2 separate regions of the Zea mays genome follow, and region 1 is linked to region 2. The links are chromatin contacts, called in public Hi-C maps. All regions are on one chromosome and are shown on one strand. The core of a region is the stretch at or near the end of the contact, and the rest is flanking DNA. Distances in the headings are between cores, read along the strand shown. Region 1 holds the start of LOC103646132 (homeobox-leucine zipper protein HOX22). Region 2 holds the start of LOC100280027 (ELMO/CED-12 family protein).

Region 1 (5,006 bases), core at 1,570-4,069, 140 kb after region 2:
AGAACGAGACGAAAAAGTCGATGGGTGTCGCCGTTGCTTGCACGAGGGGACGAGCCGAATGTTTTTTGCGCTAGCTACCAAAGGTGTTGCCCGGCACGTCTTTGGTCGTCTACTGTGAGTATAGCGGCCACACGAGCTTACGACGTCGACGGAAGGCAGCGGCCAAAGTAAAATTAGAGAAGCAAAGGATGTGTGTTTAGCTTGTGGATGGAATACGTGCGGGTGTGTGCGATAGGGACGTTCTCTCGTGCCCAAGAGCGAGCGTGTTTGTTTCGTCGCGAAGGATGCGGGCGTTCTCGGGTGTTCACCGACGGTCAGTGGGGTACATTTCAGCTGTCATTTGGTTCACATATTGGTAACGTAATGCGTAATCGATAACGTTAAATTATGTTTGTTTAAATCTAATCGTAATCGATACCACACTACAAATGAATACCATTTTATTCAAATTTGTTACCGTCGTTATTCGAGTGTGAATCGTTACTATTATCATTTACGTTACATTTCGTAAACTAAACGAGCTATCGCAGTACCGACACCAACGTGAAGGTACATTGGACTTGAGAGTAGATTGACTTATAAACAGTAAATATAAGTCGATTCACTCTCAACTTCAACTCACCTTTATAATGATTTTATTTGGTTGTCCATGCCATCGCGTCTAGAAAAAAGAATAATGATGGCACAAGTCATAGGCCTGCCGGACGGTGAAGTTTTATAATGGAAAATATACAAATTAACATAATGATTTTGCAGTTACTCATTCTTTCTGGGATCTTGAGGACATGATGAAAAGTTAAATGATGAGACCAAATGATAGGAAGAGCATATATGTATATGAAAACAAAACATTTGATCGAGCTGATGAAATTAGAACTTTGATGAAACCTACTTCTTTTATTATCAAGCCCCGAGAACTTCGTTTTGGCCTCGTGGATATTGTGATTCTCCCATTAGTTGTGCAATTCTGGGTCCTAGTTTCTTCAGAAGGCAACCAAAGTTATGATATTATGGCTTTTACATAGTTATTTGTTTCTACCTTTCCGTACCAATAAGATATTATGGCTTTCATAGATATATACTAATATTTATTGTATGTTTAGATATATAATAATAAAAACAATAATGTAGAGAAGCCACAACGCCTTATAATTTACAATTTACAGCCAAGTGGATGATTATCTAGCTCCACAAGTCCAACAGAAAAGTTAAACGAACATTGCAATTTCCTGGTCCGTGTAAAGGGCTATGTTGACAAAAAATTACTTGACAAAAAAGTAGTATGTGGAGGGACTACATTTAAATGTACAGTAACCGTAATCGACGCGCTCGGAGAATCCTGCAGAATCACGAGGTTGACTTTTTGCAAGCAAGCATATATACATTCAAATGTACACGCACAATACAATATATATTTGTGAAGCGACCATCCTTCCATTAGATTATTGAAACCTCGAAACACCACCACACCAACAAAAAGGCTGCAACAAGCCGTGCAACTCGCTACCACCGCGGGCGACTCTGAACCAATACCGTTGATTTTTTGCAGCGTGGAAGAAAGCAGTATTGGCATTGGGTGATTTGCCTCCAAACTCCAAAGGTCGCCATGCCTCGATCACTAGTTCCATGTTTCCGTCGCGCTCCGAATCCCGCGACCTACCGCCTGGCCCCATCCTCCATTGGCACAAAGCGGCCAGTTCTCTCCATCAGTTGCGTCGAGAGCACCATGGCGCGCGGCGACGGCGACATGCACGTACGTTACACACACACGAGCCTTAAGCCTATGTACTAGCCTCTCCATTTCAGGCCACCGCATTCCACTCAACAAGCGGCCAGGGCTCCCACAGCTCCGGCATGGCGCAGTAGGACTCCGGGAACTCGTCGTCGTAGTGAAGGTGCTGGTCGTCGCACTCGGACTCCACCGAGACGTCGGCCAGCGCCGCGCACGTCGACCCGACGAGCACACAGCTCTCGGCGGGCGGCTCCATGTCGACGCATCCGAACAGCAGGACGTTCCTCTTGTCGTCCTCCGCCTCCTCCTCACCACCACCGCCGATGCAGCTGCTGCTGCTAGCCATCGTCTCGCGGCCGCCGCCGCCGGCGGCGGCGGCCCGGTCGTCCCGCTCCCTCAGCCTCTCGCTTAGCTCGCTCAACTGGTCAGTAGTCATGGAACAAACTTTTGATCAGTAGTCATGCAGCAACGGACTGTCGTACAGCATGTTATGTTCAGAGATTATCAGGAAGGATATCGCGTGCGCGCGGATCGGAGGTTCACAGTGATTACCTGAGTGGTGAGTGCGAGCTTGTCCTGCTTGAGGGACTCGACGTGGGCGTGGAGATCGTCGAACTTGGCGCGGAGCAGGGCGTAGTCGTGCTCGAGCTGCTTGGAGCGCCACCGGGCGCGCTTGTTCTGGAACCAGATGGCCACCTGCCGCGGCTGCAGGCCCAGCTCCCGCGCCAGCTCCGCCTTCTCCCGGGGCTCCAGCTTGGCGTGGTGCGCGTGGAACATGGACTCCAGCGACCGTATCTGCTCCTCCGTGAACCGCCGCTTCCTCTCCCCCCTCCCCGACGCCCCGCCTCCGCCTCTCCCCGCCAAAAACGAGGACGGCGGCTCGTCGAGCATCGGGACGCAGAGCTGCTGCTGCTGCTGCTGTGGCTGTGGCACCTGCACCGTCGTCGGCATGAAGAACTGCTGCTGCTGGTGATCTGGCCTGTCCATGTCGTCGATGGATCGATCGATCGTTGGATCCTAGCTATAGCTACTAGAAGCGGTGTGTGTTCTTCCTACCAGCCGGCCGGGACTCCGTGGTACCGTCCCGCTCGGCCCCCCGTTTTATACCCGGCGCGCGGCGTTACGTGTCCACGTCCGGCGATGCGAACATGTGGCCTTTGCGATTGCGGATAAAAGAAGCCCTAGGGCCCGCCCCGCTCGTTGCGAGACCAGGCAAGCAAAGCCGCTTTTGTTTCCGTTCCCGGCCAAGTGTCCGGAATCCGGCCCGTGGCCCGTCGTCCAATGGTTATCCGGCCGCCTCGCGATCCGCGCCCGACACGTGGCGCGTGCGATCGGAACGAGCCCCAGATATTCTTCGGCCCCGGTGGGCCGGGCCGACCCTCTTCTCAGCCGGAACCGGAAGGGATCAGTGCGGGGGGGAGGGATAACCGACGGAAGAACTGGGGTGCCGTTTGGTTTATATATTTGTAACGTAATGAGTAACGGATAACGTTAAATCATGTTTGTTTTAGTCCAACCGTAATAAGATACCACACTAAAATTTGATACCAGCCTATTCAAATTTGTTACCGCCAGTAATCGAGCCGAAACCATTACCATTACCATTTGCGTTACATTTTTTGAACCAAACAGCACCTGGATTGCTGGAGTCGCCGGCGAGCGGCCAATGGGCGGCGGAAAGGTGTGCGCCGGAGGTGGTGTGCGGGGCGCGGACGGAGACGGGCGCAATTGGAACATGTGGTCCGATGGAAGGGCGTGCCGTGCCGCGCGCGGTCGCCGTCACCGGCGCCAGGTGTGCAGTGCAAGGGGGCTTCCTCCGAAAGGGTCGTCGAGGTGGCGCGCCACGCTTGTCCCGTTGCGGCGGCCGGGGGACGTACGAGTCGGACAGTTCGCTCCAGTCGGGTGGTCTGCCGTCTTGCGCGCGCGCGGTACTGTGCCGCCGAAGGCATGTTCATGTTCGACCCGTGTCGTGTTGCGTTTACTGGCAGGCAGTACGTGGTAGGCGGTGTGTGCCTGCCGTAAAAACGACATGATGACTAAAGAAGATTAGATAGGCTAGATGATAAGTACGTACGCTGTAGCCTGGCTTACGCATGCGCATGCGGGGAGCAGGCCCGCCTATCTGACTCCGTGTATCGATCCAATGGAAGAAAAGGGGATTATTCGTCGTCGTCGTCTTCCAACTTCTGATGATGCGTGTTCTAGCAGATCAGGTAAGTTAAAAAGCGGTAATCCGATACGATTAACAACCAGTTTCGCGTGGAACTCTAGCATACTCAGCTGCCTACGCAACGGCTACGTGGTTACCCCAGTCCCAGTTTGGCCGCCACATTAACTGCTTTGGTGTGTGGTGGTTTCTTTCTTTCTTCCTCGAGCCGCAAAAGCAAGTGATCGGCTCGAGCAACAGTACAAAACAGACCCGGCAACCCTAGCGAAGACGAAGACCACAGGCGATGATTAGCAGCAGGAGGAGTAAAGCACTAATACCAGATTACCAGTACACGTAGCTAGTGAGCCGAGGAGCAAACAGGTTTCGCAAGCAGCCCGCGGCGCCGGGCGCGGCCACACGATTTCGTGCCGTGCCGGCGGATGAGAATGAGACCCATCCCCGGCCCGTCCCCGCTGCTGCGACTGCGAGCGCGCGGGCACGCGTCAGCCGAGTGGCTTTCCCCCGGGTCACCACCGCGATTAATCACGGGCGACGACCGCAAAGGGCGACGTGTGCAGGATAAACGCGGCGGGTCAGTGCAGGAGAGAAGCGTAGCGCGGGCTGATTGCCGGCGGCCGGGCCGGGACCAGGGGCAGGATGAGAAGGTGGACGAGGGGGAGCGAGCGGCGCCGGGCCCGCCCCTGACGGCGACGCCTGGCCGCCCCGCGCCGGACACATGGCGCGCGCCGAGTGGCGCGGGGGCCCAGGGTCAGCGTCGCGCGCGCGTCGTCGTCGGCGGCGTGGAGGATCGGAAGCTGGCTCGCGCGCGCGACCGCGTGGCCACCAGACCTTGCTTGGCGGCCTGGCCTCTCTCTGTCTACCCGCCCGCGCTGCACCGTGGATCGCACAAGCCAGGGTCCTGGTTTAATTCCGCGTGGTCCATGTCGATGCAGAAATATGAATCAGTAGCTGTAGCTGTAGCTGCGCTTGGGATTGGGGTGGCGAGGAGACATGCGTGATTTTCATATTTCCTTCATTATCGACCTCTTCGAAAGCTCTTCTTATCGTGCTCATGCAAGTTCCCTGCCATGCATGACCCACAAGGTTTTGCTCAAGATACTGTAG
Region 2 (4,871 bases), core at 1,412-3,911:
CAGAGTTTCAGTGAAAAAGCAAAGCGCATGTGAACTATTATATTAGTCTTTAGATCCTTTCAAATTCGAGCTCAATGAATAGCAACTAACGCTACATCAATGGCACAATCCAGCATTACAGAAATGTTGAGATGAATGTCAACAGGCAGGTGGGTCAAGTATTTTTTACTCACTGGATATTTCTTAGAGAAATACAGTAAATTCTCCAAAGATATAAAACCACCACCCCTGTAAGTCCAGATGAACATATTATTGCACATTCAAAATATATCAAATGAATGCTAAGCTGCAAATGTTGGAGAGAAGGGATGCCAGACCTGAAATCTGTAGATGGATCTTTCCCTTGCCATCCCATCTCCTTCCACTGGTCTGATACTAATCCTAGAAGTTCAGTTCCAGGAAAAGAAGCATGCCAAAGGGCCACCAGTGCTTTCTAATGGAATTGTGTCAGTAAATAACCCAAAATAGATAGAACTCAGGAAAAGAAGATGGAAACACATGCTATAGATTCCCATATGAAGCTGAAATTATTCAGATATTTTTAGTTCTTAGGGCCCAGTAGCACCAGATCATATTATTACTGGCAACGGTAAGAAATCATAAGCAAAGCAAATAACTGTTTTACAATCGTATCAGTTGGCTATTTGAGGATCCTTAACAAAAAAAAAACTTGTGTCTAATTAAAATGATGGGTTGAAATACACGTCTCAGTCACGCGGTAAATATTAGTCCCCCTCCCTCTCTTCCCTCAACCCAAGCACGTGCATGCAATGCAACTGTACTATTAAGTATACCAACGCATGTTATGGCACGCCATAGTCATCTCGAATTTGAAGAAAAAACCAAAGTTCATCACAGCACCAACGGTAACAAAAGAACAAATGTGAATTTCAAGTACGATGTTGCACGCTAAAACTAACAAGGTGCTGATATCAGCTAATGCTTGTACCTGATGCTCTAGATTTGAACCATCATACTGCACCTCTATCCGGTTCTGCAACCTATGCAAGCACTCTTCCTGCAACAGAGAATAACCTGTGTATTTTAATACATAATGGAGGCAATGGCAAACAATGTTAATCACAGAAAGATATGCTGTGTCAAAGCAATCAATGCTATAATGGCATGGCATGACATGACACTACTTCATGTTTCCATTATCGCAAAATAAGGACGAGGAATGAAAACTTTCTCTATACATTTGCATCCTCATTGCTCTTTATAAAACTTAATATTTCAATTTCTTTTCTCAGAAATCAATTCACAAGGAAGACAGGAAATGTCTCTAACCCGTCTCTAGCCCCAACGTCGACATATAAAATTATAAACTACTACGTTATGAAACAAAACGAGAGCAAGAATTTTTCATCGCCCTATGCATTGGAGAACACACCAAGCAATCACAATTCACAAAAGACCATACCTGTCGAAGAAGCAATTGCAGTTACATGACAGTTTTCCTCCTTCTGAGCGAATCATAATACCAACCATACATTGTGCTAAAGACAGTACGGCTTCCACAGTCGCTCCTATCGGACTCAAATAACCCCTTTATGTTCCCATAACAATATTGCCAGTTCATATTCAAACTTTCAGGGGAGGATTCATCATTCATAATGATCCCATGTCGCAGGGAAAAAACAGAGATGTTAACAACGCCCTGTGTCGAAGAGAGATATCTACGGATGGCTTTCGTCCAACCTGTTTCTGTTTCGTGCGCGCGCCCGCGATCGTCCTCCCGCCTTCTTAGCCGCGCACCCCGTTATGCTGCGCCGACACGTGGGCCTGCCCCACGCCCCGCTCCCTCACACGCGTGCGGCGTGCCCGCGCTAGCATCGATTCGTTTTGCTCGTTCACAGGCGGGAGGCTCGACAACTTACTTCCCTAGAAAATAGCTAGGAGAATCTAATTTACCAACATTTTCTAGAAAATAGCTTCAGCTCAAACAGTAAAAACCGTTTCAGCAGCGCAAACTACAAAAACATGTTCATACTTTACGCTTTATGGATTCATGGTACTAGTTTTACCTGGCATTTATCTAGTAAGCAATAATAAAATAACGGAATGAGAACGAGCTTTTACCTGAATGGGACTCAAATCGAAGGAGAGGCGCCCGTCGCTCTCCGTCCCCTGCGCGCACACGCACGACGTAAGCCCCTTCCCGATCCACGCCGTGGACACGCCCACGACCTCAGCTGCGGGCGCAGGAAAACGGAAGGGGGAGAAAACCACAACCGTGAGCCTCTGCAGTCTGCACGAAGGCAAACAGCGCAACCAAACGACGGCGCCAGCGCCACGCGCGTACCCGGCGAAGAGTGGTGGCGATGGTGGTGGATGGCGCCGCCGGAGAGGCGTCGCACGGCGAGGAACGAGCCGTCGTTCTGTTCCATGCCGAACGAACGCGCTCGCGCGCTGCACCACGCCTCCTAGGCCTCGGCCTTCCCCTCCCCCTGTCTCTCTCCTCCTCCGCGTCTAAGAGCCGCGATCCGCGCGGGAACCCATGGCTGGTTGGGGCGGGGGGAGGCCGCGGCTCTCCAATCCTGGCGTGCGCGAGATCCCACGGACGGATCGATCACGAGGGCTCTGTCCCCACGCCGCGCCGCGCCGCGGTGCTGCCCCCCCTTGTTTTAGCTGGTTCGTTTGGCTGGCAACTTGGCGTTTCTTAGTTTGGCGTGGCTCCCGTCCGGCCGTCCCGATGGTGGCGCGAATTATTGCGGTTTCCTTGCTTCAGCCTGGGCCAGACGTTTGGCGTAGAAAGCAAACGTTCCCACGACCTCAGTCAGTGCCGGTCTCCCAGAGACTTCAAGCAAGGTGGCTGCTGAAGCTCGGAGTATCCAGGTGGAATTTTCGACCCCAAAAGATGAGCCAGATCTGAATTTCACTCAAGAATATTGACGTTCAGAGATAAATCAGTTTATCAAAGACGAATAAAAGATGTCAAAGACAGATCAAGGTCATCAATCTTGTCACCTAATGGGCGAAGATCTAGATCAGACGCAGGCATGCAGCGTGGGTTTCTCAAAAACTGTCAGCATACTCCACAGCAAGTGGCCAAAATATAACGTTCTGAACGAGTCATTCTGTGGCTGTAGCTGTGTAGCATAAAATATGACGCATAGGACAACGGCAATTGAAAGCTTATTTTTCTTATTGATGAAACCAGAACATCCACATTCCACAGAAGCAACAAAAAATTACAGCTTAACATCAATGCTGTCAAACGGGCAGGTTTTGTGTATCAGATGTTGATCCTACACTGCTATTTCGAAACAAAGGTTATCAAAGCAGAAAAATAGAAAATAAAAGAATGTTTGGGTTATTATGTAACTGATTGATACCACCGGCGCTCTACTTCAGTTTTCGAACGAACCTCCCTGAGCCTCCCATCTGTTCCATAGTCTCTCTCCATCACCAGGTTGATCCCTTCGTCTTCGTCCCAGTACCACCCAACTCCGATACAGAGTGTGCCGTCTTCATTGATGTCAACATAGGCAGTGACGCCACCAGCACCAGGTAACCAAAGCACGGTGACATCCTGCAATCCTGCATGTCGACCATCTCCTCCGGTCCTCCTCCCCAAGAAAACCGAACTTTCAAAGAAAGGATGTTCAAATTTCTATATAATAGAGCTTGACGCAAACCTGCTATGATAGGCTGTCCACGTATGCTCTATTTCTACCAGCCGTCAGATTTCGGATACACGGTGAGATAAGAGCGCGGTGGAAAACGGTAAGGACCACAATGAGCCTGGATTGTCCTCTTCACTGTTGCCTTTCGTGTTCGAATCTTCCAAGGTAAGATCAATGTGTCAAGCATCTAGAAATTTCGTCTTGTCGCTTTTATTTACAGCGAAGGCACGGAGCCGACGCTTATCTTCCGCTCCCTTCCTTACTTGCCCTCGACACGCAGGCGACGACGGTGACGCCTACACTCGACGGCGCCAGCGACTTTCCCTCACACCTCTTCCACAGGCGTAGGCGCGTAGTAGGTTTCTGCATCACCCATCATCTTCCTCGCAACGACGATGCTCATCTTCGCCCGCATCCTTTCTCGCGCTCGGCACACATGAGACGGCAATGACGCTCATGCTTGACGGCGCCAGCGACTTCCCCTCCCGCCTCTCACATAGGCACATGCCCGTGGTGCGTTTCTGCATCTCACATCTATATCTTCCTCAACGTCGGCACTCATATTCCGCTCCCTCCCTTACTCGCGCTCGTCACACAGGTGGCGACGATCAGGCTCGACGGCTTCTCCTCCCACCCCTCACACGGGCGCATGCACATACCCTCTCACAAAGTCCCGCTCTGCATAGCGCCTCCGCATGCCGCAGCCACACTCAACGGCTCCATCGCTCCAGCGCAGTGCCCCTCCTCCACACGGCCGGGCCAGGCCTGTAGGCTAGCCGGCAACCGGCCAGCCACTCGCCTCCCTCCACCCGCTCTCCCTTCTCGGTCGAACGCCTTGGCTAGGCCAGACCTACAGGCAAGCTATCGTCGGGCGATCGTACAAGGAATTACTTTTATTACTGTGCACCAGTCGATTTGGATTCTTTACTGGATGATGCTCCTTCGAATTTGTTTACTCCTTTGGAAACGGCTCATTGTCCCCCCTCCCCTTTCAATTTTGGTGTGATTTTCACCTACTATATGAAAGAGTCAGACGATATGCAGAGATGAACCAACCATTTGATAGTTCAGTGTTGCCGTTGGTGGATTTCGAGTCTGTTTCCGACTCCTAGAATCCGTGTTGGTTTTGCTTAGTTATCGCCGTTGCCTTTCGCCAATGCATTCAGTTTGCCTTCTGCAGTTTGCTGTCACAATAAACATGTATAATTTGCTTCCTACAATTGACGTCTGGCAGCAGTTCAT

Evidence for each region. A called contact is a pair of places that touch in the nucleus more often than the background predicts.
Region 1: a Hi-C map of leaf shows a contact between it and region 2, with 5 times the contacts expected there. The contact joins the promoter of LOC103646132 here to the promoter of LOC100280027 in region 2. A contact is called at or near these places in 6 of 25 Hi-C or Micro-C datasets (bundle sheath, ear, leaf and 2 more).

What each region holds. Positions count from the first base shown.
Region 1 is chr2:23,118,711-23,123,716 of Zm-B73-REFERENCE-NAM-5.0, forward strand. It overlaps LOC103646132 (homeobox-leucine zipper protein HOX22), which reads right to left and starts at 2,820. Exons shown (of 2, transcript XM_008670850.4): 1 at 2,285-2,820; 2 at 1,361-2,153. The coding sequence starts at 2,719. The coding sequence ends at 1,803.
Region 2 is chr2:22,977,720-22,982,590 of Zm-B73-REFERENCE-NAM-5.0, forward strand. LOC100280027 (ELMO/CED-12 family protein) reads right to left here and starts at 2,662. Exons shown (of 9, transcript NM_001152971.1): 1 at 2,306-2,662; 2 at 2,083-2,195; 3 at 950-1,018; 4 at 318-433; 5 at 174-228. The coding sequence starts at 2,390. LOC111590822 reads left to right here and starts at 3,901. Exons shown (of 2, transcript XM_023301603.1): 1 at 3,901-4,142; 2 at 4,228-4,786. The coding sequence starts at 4,077. The coding sequence ends at 4,635.